2 separate regions of the Callithrix jacchus genome follow, and region 2 is linked to region 1. A link is a contact called in public Hi-C data. All regions are on one chromosome and are shown on one strand. Each heading gives the region's core, a stretch centred on a gene start, on an enhancer-like site or on the middle of the called end of the contact. The rest is flanking DNA. Distances are from core to core; before and after follow the strand shown.

Region 1 (6,272 bases), core at 2,576-5,075:
CTGTTGCCCTCATAGATGATTCAATTCAGCGCCAAATACCACCCCCTACATACATATGTAAACCCACATGCATAGAAAAACAGGCATTACAAATACACACATGCACATATCTGAGGGCCCTTCTGTTCCCACCTCTTTCTGGTATTTTGTTTGTTTGTTTTTTGAGAGGGAGGCTCCCTCTGTCGCCCAGGCTGTGGTGCGATCTCAACTCACTGCAACCTCCTCCTCCCAGGTTCAAACAATTCTGCCTCAGCCTCCCAAGAGTAACTAGGACTACAGGCAAACGACACCATGCCAGGCTGATTTTTTGTATTCTTAGCCGAGACAGGGTTTCACCATGTTGGCCAGGCTGGTCTCGAACTCCTGACCTCTTGATCTGCCCTCCTCAGCCTCCCAAAGTGCTGGGATTACAGGGGTGAGCCACGGCACCTGACCCTCTTTCTGTTGATCTTCTCAGGAGCTCCCCTGTCTTCCCATCTCTCCTTGTTAGAATCCCACTGGAACACCACATATCCAGGGAGAGTGAGAATGGGTTCTTTTTTTCCTCTTTTAGGACACATTTCTGTTCTTGCAAGTTCTAATCTGTGTTCTTGCGGGTTCTTCTCATGCTTACTGCGTCACCATGGTCAAGACTTGCAGCTGCTCAGAGCCACAGTTGCCTCACAGTGAGATGGGCATAATAAGAGACTTTCCTCCTAGAGATGTAGATGGTGAAATTAGATAATTCGTTTAGGTGTTTAGCACTGCGTCTGGCACACAGTGGCTACTCAGTGAGAGCTTTAATAAAGTTGAGTGAAATGCTTTGAGAATTTGGCAGGATTGTGTACAAAGTGAGTCTCCCAACTCCTGCCACCCGAGTTATGTAAGGCAGGAATTTGTAGTAATTTCCCAGTGAGAAAATTGAGGCCCAGAGTCTGAATGGTAAAACTGGAATGAAGATTCCAGTCCCTGGATCCCAAAGCCACTCCACGCTGCTGGCAAATCCACTGATGGCTGGGAACGTGCATGATAAATGAGCATCTGAGTAGCACCAGTTAGGGAGGGCGACGCTATCTGGTCTGAAGCTCTGCAAGAGTAGGAATTATATCCCTAGCATCTTCCAATAAGGGCAATCAGAAATGTTGGCCAGGCATGATGGCTCACACCTGTAATCCTAGCACTTTGGGAGGCCAAGGCAGGCCGATCATCTGAGGTTGGGGGTTCGAGACCAACCTGACCAACATGGAGAAACCTCGTCTATACTTAAAAAAAAAAATACAAAATTAGTCAGGCTTGATGGCAGGCGTCTATAATCCTAGCTACCCTGGAGGCTGAGGCAGGAGAATTGCTTGAACCCGGGAGATGGAGGTTGCAGTGAGCCGAGATCATGCCCTTGCACTCCAGCCTGGGCAACAAGAGCAAGACTGTCTCAAAAAAAAGAAAGAAAAAGAAAAAGAAAAGAAATGTCCAGTGGCCCAACCAAAGCCCATGTCCTCTCTTTTCAGGTGATGACTTTCCTCTGAGGAAGCCCTGTAGCCTGCCTGGAGGAAGGGGCTCCCCAACCCCAGCCCCACCTAGCCACCATGAACACCTCAGCCCCACCTGCTGTCAGCCCCAACATCACCGTCCTGGCACCAGGAAAGGGTCCCTGGCAAGTGGCCTTCATAGGGATCACCACGGGCCTCCTGTCACTGGCCACGGTGACAGGCAACCTGCTGGTACTCATCTCCTTCAAGGTCAACACGGAGCTCAAGACAGTCAATAACTACTTCCTGCTGAGCCTGGCCTGCGCTGACCTCATCATTGGTACCTTCTCCATGAACCTCTACACCACATACCTGCTCATGGGCCACTGGGCTCTGGGCACGCTAGCTTGTGACCTCTGGCTGGCCCTGGACTATGTGGCCAGCAACGCCTCCGTGATGAATCTGCTGCTCATCAGCTTTGACCGCTACTTCTCCGTGACGCGGCCCCTGAGCTACCGTGCCAAGCGCACACCCCGCCGGGCAGCTCTGATGATCGGCCTGGCCTGGCTGGTTTCCTTTGTCCTCTGGGCCCCAGCCATCCTCTTCTGGCAGTACCTGGTTGGGGAGCGGACAGTGACGGCAGGGCAGTGCTACATCCAGTTCCTCTCCCAGCCCATCATCACCTTTGGCACAGCCATGGCCGCCTTCTACCTCCCGGTCACAGTCATGTGCACGCTCTACTGGCGCATCTACCGGGAGACAGAGAACCGAGCACGGGAGCTGGCAGCCCTTCAGGGCTCTGAGACACCAGGCAAAGGGGGTGGCAGCAGCAGCAGCTCAGAGAGGTCTCAGCCAGGGGCCGAGGGCTCCCCAGAGACTCCTCCAGGCCGCTGCTGTCGCTGCTGCAGGGCCCCCAGGCTGCTGCAGGCCTACAGCTGGAAGGAAGAAGAGGAAGAGGATGAAGGCTCCATGGAGTCCCTCACATCCTCAGAGGGAGAGGAGCCTGGCTCCGAAGTGGTGATCAAGATGCCCATGGTGGACCCCGAGGCGCAGGCCCCCACCAAGCAGCCCCCACGGAGCTCCCCAAATACAGTCAAGAGGCCGACCAAGAAAGGGCGTGATCGAGCCGGCAAGGGCCAGAAGCCCCGAGGGAAGGAGCAGCTGGCCAAGCGGAAGACCTTCTCGCTGGTCAAGGAGAAGAAGGCGGCTCGGACCCTGAGTGCCATCCTCCTGGCCTTCATCCTCACCTGGACGCCGTACAACATCATGGTGCTGGTGTCCACCTTCTGCAAGGACTGTGTTCCTGAGACCCTGTGGGAGCTGGGCTACTGGCTGTGCTACGTCAACAGCACCATCAACCCCATGTGCTACGCACTCTGCAACAAAGCCTTCCGGGACACCTTTCGCCTGCTGCTGCTTTGCCGCTGGGACAAGAGACGCTGGCGCAAGATCCCCAAGCGCCCTGGCTCCGTGCACCGCACCCCCTCCCGCCAATGCTGATGGTCCCTCTCCTGCATCCCTCCACCCCAGTCCCCGGGAGAGGCCGGAGGGAAGCGGGCAGGGGATGCATCCTCAGCCCCAGGGCCCTGCTCAGGCCTCACCTGGCCTCCCATGCCCCTAGGTCACCTTCCTGGGCAGCCCAGAGAGACCCTGCCAACTTTCCAGACTGCTATTCCCAGGCAGGGAGGGAAACCCGGGGAACTGGTTTTTCTGTTCCCTGCTGGGTGGGAATGGGCTCTTCACCAGGAAGAAGGCCCTGGAGGAGGATCCGGGCTTTGGACTCCTTGTTTGCCTTTAGGCAGGAAGTCAGGAGCCAGCAGGGCAGGCCGGGAGAAAGAGGGCTTAACTTCACAGTATTCCTTTGCCCAGGGGCGGCCCGCATTGCGGTGTGAGATGGCGCCCCCTGGGGGACACAGCCGGGAACTGAACAGACCACTGGGAGAAAAGCTTGACTACAGGGAGCTGGGGAGCCCGGATGGGGGATCCTCTGGCTTCACAGGCAGAGCCCGCCCAGCTGGGCCCTAGGCATATGCTCCAAGATTGTCCAGACCCCCTACAGATATCCCCAGAGGGTCCCTAGGTGGGTCACCTCCAAGGCAAATGTCCAAGATCAGCAGGACAATGACACTGGAGGGGACCAGCTTGGCTAGTCACACATCAAGTCCCAAGGCAGCAGGGCCAGGAGCCAGGTGTCCTGACCGTCCTACGATATCATATCCCTGGGAGTGGGAGTCAAGTGTGCCTGCTGTCCATACCCTCTGCCCCAGAGAAGCCTCAGTCCCTCCCTCCTGGCTCACAGCCGCCACCTGGATGGACCTGCTCCCTGCAGATCTAGCCAGGTCTCCCGCATGCTGCCTGCCTCCGGCCCTGCCCCACACAGGCCTGGCCCAGCCAGCAGGTTCTCTCCAGTGAACTCCCCAATCCAACCCATGCATGGCCTCCCAGCCACCCGGATCTCCAGGCCCAGCCTGGCCCCAAATGTTCTTTCCTTCCATCCTCAGCAAGTGCTGAGTCTGTGAATAAAGCCACATAACCAGCGGGCACCAAGGGGCCTTCCTCCCTGTGTTGGCTCAAGGCCTTGGTCTCAGGCCAGGGCTGGATGGGGCAGGGAGGGCCCAAGTACTTGGAATGTGGGCCGTGGCCCTGAAGGTGGTTCCAGGAGGGACAGAGCTGCATGGTTGGATCTACCAAAGCGTGGGGACCCCAGCACCGTGGAGTCCCTCGCTCAGGTGAGTGGGGCTATAAAAGGCAGACCTGGCCTCTGAAAGTGAGGCAGCCGGGTGAAATCAACCACCCCTGCCTACATCCCTGCATATTCTCTATTGGCCCTGCCATGCCCAAGGAGAACAGAACTCTTCCAAACCCTCACTTATGCATGAGGAGATAAGGCCCAGAGATCCAGGAGGATTGTCCAGGGTTACCCCACAAAGCAACACCCAGACTTCCAGGCAATTCATAGCCTCCTGACCTCTGGACTGTGCAGATGAGAGGCCTAAAGCATTTAGGCCAAAACACTCCATCAGGATGACCCAGCTCGGGTTATAAATCACTTCACTGGTGAAGGGTCCCCAGAGCCTAATGCAAAGGAATTCTAGAGAAGGTTAATCCCGTAGCCTAGAGTAGTAGTTTCCAGGACCGTCATTGCATTCAGTGATTTGCTAGAATGATGCACAGAACTCAGCAAAGCTGCTGTACTCACAGTTTATTACAGGGAAAGAATACAGAGTATAAAACAGCAACAGCAAAGGTGTATTGAGCAGAGTCCAGAAGAGGCCAGATACACACTCGCGGCTGTCCTCTCCCAGTGAAGTCATGCAGACAGCACCCATTCCAAGCAATGATGTCTGACAACATAAGCGAAGTTCTGCCAGGGCCAACCAAGACAGCTCACCAGAGCTTCAGTGTCCAGCGTTCTTACTGGAAGTTGGTCACGTAAGCATGGCTGACCACCCACGTGGCTGACCGTACTTACTTAGTCTCCAGCTCTTCCAGAGGTCAGACCGATACCATGAGGCCCAAGGCCTCCCCCATAAATCCCACTGTTGGCATAGACTCTCTGCTGTGGCTCAAGGCCCAAATGTAAGCAAAACACTTTTACCAGGCAGGCTATTCCAAGGGTTTAGTGTTTTCTTCCAGGAGCCAGGCAAGGCCGAACCTTTCTTTGAAATGTGCAAATGTGCAGGGTTCGGATAATACAGACCTGCTGAGCGAATCTCTCAGTTCACAGTGTTCTGACAGGAGCATCAGTATCACCTGGGAACTTGTTACATGTGAGAATCATCAGGGTCATCTTTGATTTACTAAATCAGAAACTCTGTGGAACTCACCACCTATTTATTTATTTATTATTTATTTTTTGAGATGGAGTGTCGCTCTTGTTGCCCAGGCTGGAGTGCAGTGGCACGATCTCAGCCTACCACAACCTCCACCTCCTGGGTTCAAGCAATTCTCCTGCCTCAACCTTCTAAGTAGTTGGGACTACAGGCATGCGCCACCACACCCTGCTAATTTTGTATTTTTAGTAGAAATGGGGTTTCTCCATGTTTGTCAGGCTGGTCTCAAACTCCTGACCTCAGGAGATCTGCCCACCTTGGCCTCCCAAAGTGCTGGGATTACAGGCGTGAGCCACCACACCCGGCTGCCACGTTTTTTTTTTTTTTTTTTTTTTTGAGACAGAATTTTGATCTTGTTGCCCAGGCTGGAGTACAATAGCGAGATCTCGGCTCACGGCAACCTCTACCTCCTGGATTCAAGTGATTCTCCTGCCTCAGCCTCCTGAGTAGCTGGGATTATAGGCATGCGCCACCACGCCTGGCTGATTTTGTATTTTTAGTAGAGATAAGGTTTCTCCATGTTGGTCAGGCTGGTCTCAAACTCCCGACCTCAGGTCATCTGCCTGCCTCAGCCTCTCAAAGTTCAGGGATTATGGGTGTGTGCCACCGCACCCAGTCACTTGCCACCTGTTTTTAACAAGCCCTCTAGATGTTCCAATGCAGGCTAAAGTTTGGGAATCGTTACCCTAGAGGGATGAGGTCCTAGGTGGAGCTAAACCCTTGCAGAGGGGGAAGTGGGGATTCACCCCGCTTGCAGCTGTTCAGACTCCCAGAAGCCTTTGGAAGAAAGCTTCCAACACGATGAAAACTGGTATCGATCAAAGATGTAAACAGGACAGGCTAGCCAGGAGCTACAGCACTGTAAGAATGACTCTAGGATACAAATCCCATATGCCCTTCCCACCAGCATAGCTCACTGGGCTGTCAGCTCCAGACCCCAGAGGGCCCCTCCCTTACCAGCTCCCTCACAGCCCTGAGGCCCTTTTAAGATTAC
Region 2 (6,272 bases), core at 954-3,453, 110 kb before region 1:
CATCACACTATTCCTGATATCACTAATCCATTCACACCCATTAGGGGTTGGAGGGCACTCAGATGCAGCTGTCCCTGCCTGGGCGGTTTAGATCTGTATACTCTGGCTTACCTCCAGCAGCCTCAGTGGGGAGTCACCAGGCCCCTTTAAACAACATTCCACTAGGACAGGAACAGATGGATAACCCAAGCCAATTAGGAACCAGAAAATCTCCAAGAGGGCGAATGCCCAGAACAGGGGGAGCTTGGGGCAGCAGCCCAGCTCACTGCAAGCCTCACAGTCGAAAACCTTCCTAAAACAACCCCTTGGCTGCCTTGGAGCATAATTTAATCTTCCTTTGATGACTCCGGATCTCGCCCTGCCTCAGGCCACTCTAAGAACATCAATAACTGCTGAGTCCAGGTGGGAAGCTGAGAGGAGGGGCTGGACCCAGGGTGACCAGCTGACCCTGCCCTGCGGTAGGAGAGAAGCTCAGTCTGGACCTGGGGGCTGGAGGCTGCCTTGGTGGAGAGGGCAGCACAGGAGGAGAATGGGAAGACCTTTCCAACCAAGAAGGGGAGCCCTAAGGGGTCCCCTCTCTAGCCCTCAGAGCAGGTGGGAATGGCAGCTCCCACGGATTTCTGAAGGTAGAAGAGAGAGGTAAAGGCAGGCAGGAGTGATGTTGAAGACCAGCCTAGGGGACCTTTTTAAGGGAGAGGCAATATATTAATAGTACAATGCCCCCACAGACTTCATAGAAAACGTTGGTTCTAAGGGAGAGAATGGGCTTAGAGCCACCCTGTGCTGGCCCTGCCGCTTCCTGGCTCGGGGATGGTGAGAAGGTCACTTAATCTCTCTTTGCCTCAGTTCCCCAATTATTAATGCTAGAGTAGTCACAGGGCTGCCACAAGGGTTAAATGAGCCTAACAGCAGTGGCTAGAAGTCAGGGTCTCAGCCCGAAGTCTCTGCTGAGGACAAGGCTGGAAGAACAGAGTGTTCATGGGTTGGTTCTCAGGTGAGACGACATTTGGCTTTGTTTGGTTTGGCTTGTCTTGTCTGTATTTCCCATGTTTTATGCAAGAAACACACATTATTATATAAATAAAATAATATTCATAGTGAAAATAAAACAGTAGGGACTGCACTTGGTCCCCAAGGGGAAGCGGCTGATCAGAAGAGAAGCCATTCATCGAGGGTGGGATGGAAGCGGGCAGAGAGACAGACAGGGGAGACACAGTCAGAGACAGACAGGGGAGACAGAGAGACACAGTCAGAGGCACAGATAGGAGAGACACAGTCAGAGAAATGGTCAGAGACACAGACAGGGGAGACACAGTCAAAGACACAGTCAGAAAACACAGAAAGGGGAGACACGGAGACACAGAGACACAGACAGGAGAGACACAGAGACACGGTCAGAGACACAGACAGGAAAGACACAGTCAGACACTGTCAGAAACATAGCCAGGAGAGACATAGTCAGAGACACGGTCAGAGAGACAGATGAGGAGACACAGTCAGACACACAGTCGGAGACACAGAAAAGACACAGTCAGAGATACAGGAGAGACACAGTCAGAGACACAGTTGTAGACACAGGGCAGACACAGTCAGAGACACAGAGACAGTCAGGGACACAGACAGGGGAGACACAGTCAGAGACACAGTCAGGGACACAGGGGAGACGCAGTCAGAGACACAGTCAGGGGAGGTCCTGGCTGCCCCAAGGGCCCAGGAGATGGCAGCCCTGCATCCTCAGGGATAGATAAAGGTGACATTTTCCATCTGAGTGTGCCCTAACACTTCCTGAGAGGCAAATCCCCATCACCTACTCAGGAAGCCAGGGGAGGTGGCACAGAGGAGAACACTGCCTGCTACAGGCACCAGAGCGGCTCCCATTTGCTGTCCTCAGCTCCAGGTCCTCTGAACATCAGTTGAGAGGGAACTTGGCCCCTCAGAGCTCAGGCCAGATCCTTCCCAGAATCTCCCCTGGGTGAGCCTGCCTGGGCCGCTTGTCCCTCTGTCCAGCCAGCAGCCCGCTAGGCTCAGCCACGCTGCCCCACCCCCCACCAGCCTTCGCTGAGGCAGCCCTTTGAGGAGAACTGGTCTTGGTGGGTCCACAGCGCTCTCCCTGCCAGTGATGTTAATCCGCAAAAGAAAGTCAAACATTAGCCCAGGAAACAGCTTATGCCTTATATAAGCCCCCCTGGGGGAGGCACAAACACAGCTTGTTAGAGCTCAGCTGCCCAACTACAGCGGCTGCTGGGCCCTAGGACAGAGCAGGGACCTCGGCTACACTCATCACCAGCCCCATCGGATCCAGACCCAGCTGCCAGGTGAGGAGGGAGGGAGGGCCCCCAGCCCAGGCACCAGGGAACCCCCGGGAATCTCCCAGGACCAAGTCCTCATTGCAACTGTCCAAGCCCCTAATGCCCTCTGAGACCCTCTTCAGCTCTTTTGGATACCCCAGCATTTGGAGGCCAGCTCCAGGAAACCGCTAGAAGCCAGGAGGCTCTGGGCTTGGGGAGGCCTTTCCCAGCAAGCAACCTGAACTCTGCCAACCCTGTGCATCTGCCTGGAGCAACTGCGGACATCCCCCACCCACCCCCGCAATCTGTCCTTAGTAGCCAACACCCAAGGCTGGGCCCCTTGGTCCCTGCTATGTGTCCTGCACTGTCCCATGCATGCAGCGTGTGTGACCAGCCTAGCTGAGCACACACAGGCTCATACTCGGAGGTGCACACACGCATAACACACACCTGAGCTTACATAGCTGTGTCCTTCTGCTCCAGCCTAAATGCACACATACCTGTAGACACCTTTGTGTCCACACACCTGGACACGCACCTACACTTTTGATCCCACAACCGTCCATGCAGCAGGGTTCTTCCTCATGCATCCACCCAAGAATCTGTGGATCCACACACCTGAGGCCCCAGCTCTTTTTTTTTTTTTTTTTTTTGAGACAGAGTCTTGCCCTGTCACCAGGTTGGAGTGCGGTGGCACGATCTCAGCTCACTGCAACCTCTGACTCCCTGGTCCAAGCGATTCTCCTGCCTTAGCCTCTTGAGTAGCTGGGATAACAGGCACGTGCCACCATGCCCAGCTAATTTTTGTATTTTTAGTAGAGACAGGGTTTTACCATGTTGGCCAGGACAGTCTCGATCTCCTGACCTCAGGTGATCCACCCGCCTTGGCCTCCCAAAGTGCTGGGGTTACAGGCGTGCACCACCACGCCCGGCCACCTCCGCCTCTTTCCATACTGACACATGCACTGCTCCACACACCTGTGCTGGCACATCCACCCAGTTCAGCCTCCCACCTATGGTTCCATAGACCCACGCACCACCATACACACATATACCTCTTCCTGGTCTATGCCCTGTCCACAGCTCTGGCTCATCTTGCCCCAGTGCCATGACCTTCTCCGAGATTCTGGACCGTGTGGGAAGCATGGGCCGTTTCCAGTTCCTGCACGTGGCCATACTGGGCCTCCCGATCCTCAACATGGCCAACCACAACCTGCTGCAGATCTTCACAGCCGCCACCCCTGCTCACCACTGTCGCCCGCCCCCCAATGCCTCCACAGGGCCTTGGGTGCTCCCCATGGGCCTAAATGGGAAGCCTGAGAAGTGCCTCCGTTTTGTACATCCGCCCAATGCCAGCCTGCCCAATGACACCCAGAGGGCCACAGAGCCATGCCTGGATGGCTGGGTCTACAACAGCACCAAGGACTCGATCGTGACGGAGGTATGCCTGGGTAAACCCTCTCCCTCCACTTACCCACACACCCCCACACCCTGCACCACTGGTGGGCAGCAGAGGAGCCTGGGGTCTGGTGTTCCCAGGACCCGAGGACAGGCCGCTGGGCAGGCAGAGGAAAGACCTGAGTGCAGAGGCATTTCCACCAAGAGCCTTGGTTTCTTCACATTCAGAGTCTAAGCGCTTCAGCAAACTGCTACTGAGGGCCTGTTCTGTGACCGGTGCAGAGCTCAGTTCTGGGAACACAAAAACGCACCATGCCTGCTTCCAGGGGGTCTACAGCGTGGGGTGGATAGCACCCATTAAGGAAAATACCACACAGATAAGTGTAAAATTACAACTTCAAAGTGACCTCACACTATGACCTATGCCCAGGGTGGGTGTGGAAGTGAGGGCATGGGGGATGGGCATTGAAGGAATTCTCCCCAAAGAAATGCCCCTGAAACTCAGATCTGAACTTCAGCCAAGGGCCAGACAGGCAGTGAGGAAAAGGAGGAAAATTCCATCTTGTGCAAAGGCTCCAAGGTGGGAGGGCTGTGGAGGAGGGACTGCACAGAGGGGATGCTTGAAACTCTCCACAGCAGACCCAGAAAATGTCTCGTACACACACACACAGCCACTCCTGAGTTCACCTCTCATTCCCTCGTCCCTTCACTGATTCACTGACTCTCTCACCCGCCACCTCGGGGAGATCCAGAGTTAAATCAGATTCAGTGAACTGACAGGCCAGTGATAGGAGGAAGCCTATGACAGGATGAAGATGAGGAATTGGGAATTGACGTTTATTGGATATCACTAACTGCCAGGCACATTTGGGTGCTCGGTGGACACTGTCTTGCTTGATTCCAAAGTGATGCTCTGTTGAAGGTGATTTCTATCTCCCCTTACAGATTTTTTAGAAAACAAAAAATCTAAGACCCAGAGAAGGGAAGTGATTGTGTAGTGCCACATGGCTGGTCAGTTTCAGAACTGGAATTTAGAGCTAAAGCCCATAAGCGGTAAAGGGAGACAAACGTTTATGCAAGTTCAAAAGGGAGATAAACCACTGGATTCAAGGGAGGCTTCCTGGAGGAGGTGGCATCTGAGCAGTGAGCAGAGACCAGTGTTTTCATCCTCCCTCAGGTACCATGAGCCCGTCAAGGGCAGGATTCTGTTTTTGACTCATGAAAAGAGATGAAATGCAAAGCCCTCACCTGGTGCCAAGCACTACACATCTATGGACTCCTGGAGGCCCAGGAGATGAAATCTCTTTAGGAGAAGTATTATCATCTCCAGTTCACAGATGAGGAAACTGAGGCTCAGCTTGATTCCATGGCCTTCCCATGTTACAAATGGCTAGAACCTGGCAGAGGCAGGATTTGAATGTAAGGCTATGTTCAGAGTCTATGTGACTGCTATTCATTTAACAAATATTTTTATATAAAGTGCTTACTATGTACCAGGCATTGCTCTAAGAGCTCCGCAGATATTAACACTTTTAACCTTCCTGACAACACGATAAGGGAGTTCGTATTTTAATTCCCTCTCTCAGATGGGGAAACTGAAGCACAGAGAGGTTAAGCAGCTTTGACGAGGTCACACAGCTAGTAAGTGGCAGATTCAGGACCCAAACACACACACCTGTCTCCAGAGCTGCACTCCAAACAATGACATTTGCTGCTCTCATATCCCTAGATTATATCTCCTCCCAGTCATGTTGGCTTTTTTTTCCCCAGCATCAAGCATAATGCCTGAAACCCATCAAGTATGCAAACATTTCTTGACCCGCAGTGCATAATACAGAGGACACGAAGTCAAAGAGCCGCTAGCCTGCTGCCTCCAGGAGCACAACACTATTGAGACACAGATCCACTCTCAAGGATCATGGGCGGTTTGGTGGAATACGCAAGTCTCCCAAGGCAGGGATTTTCTGCCGCTTTGTTTACTACTCTATCTGCAGCAGCTAGAATAGTGCCTGGCACAGAGGAGGGGTTCTGTGTGAATGAATATGCGCTTTGTCCGCGCAGAGTGCTCTGAAGCCCAAGGCGGGGTTATCTAACCAGCCTGGAATGGGGATTGAGGCAGGCTTGCTGGAGTCAGTAATGCCCACACTGGGCATGGAAGGGTGAGAGTTAGTGAGTAGCGCACCCCAGGCCAAAGGAAGGGTGACGGCGGCAGGGGGAGGGTCAAATGCAAAGGCACAGAAGCCAGAAGAAAGGCCGGGATCAGTAGCTCACACCTGTAATCCCAGCACTCTGGGAGGTGAGAGTTAGTAAGCAGTGCACCCCAGGCAAAAGGAGGAGTGGAGGGCGAGGAAAGGCCGATGCAAAGGCACAGAAGCCAGAAGAAAGGTTGGGCGCAGTGGCTCACCCCTGTAATCCCAGCTACTTTGGGAGGCCAAGGCAGGTAGATCACCTGAGGTCAGGAGATCAAAACCAGCCTAGCCAATATGGTGAAACCCCATCTCTACTAAAAACACAAAAATTAGCCAGGCGTGGTAGTGCACACCTGTAGTCCCAGCTACTTGGGAGGCTGAGACTGGAGAATTTCTT

Evidence for each region. A called contact is a pair of places that touch in the nucleus more often than the background predicts.
Region 2: a contact with region 1 is called in a Hi-C map of induced pluripotent stem cells, with 5 times the contacts expected there. The contact joins the promoter of SLC22A8 here to the enhancer-like site in region 1. A contact is called at or near these places in 3 of 3 Hi-C or Micro-C datasets (induced pluripotent stem cells and skeletal muscle).

The regions. Positions count from the first base shown.
Region 1 is chr10:120,192,599-120,198,870 of calJac240_pri, reverse strand. CHRM1 (cholinergic receptor muscarinic 1) reads left to right here. Exons shown (of 2, transcript XM_035263023.3): 2 at 1,485-3,988. The coding sequence starts at 1,563. The coding sequence ends at 2,945. Among named protein-coding and RNA genes, the nearest start is that of CHRM1, 14 kb to the left of the region's middle. Within about 2 kb of position 3,825, at least 3 of the 16 cell types and tissues checked have an H3K27ac peak or open chromatin away from gene starts, as enhancers often do.
Region 2 is chr10:120,299,017-120,305,288 of calJac240_pri, reverse strand. SLC22A8 (solute carrier family 22 member 8) reads left to right here and starts at 2,203. Exons shown (of 11, transcript XM_035263028.3): 1 at 2,203-2,315; 2 at 3,393-3,729. The coding sequence starts at 3,397. The region is part of intron 6 of LOC118145522 (a long non-coding RNA gene); the gene reads right to left.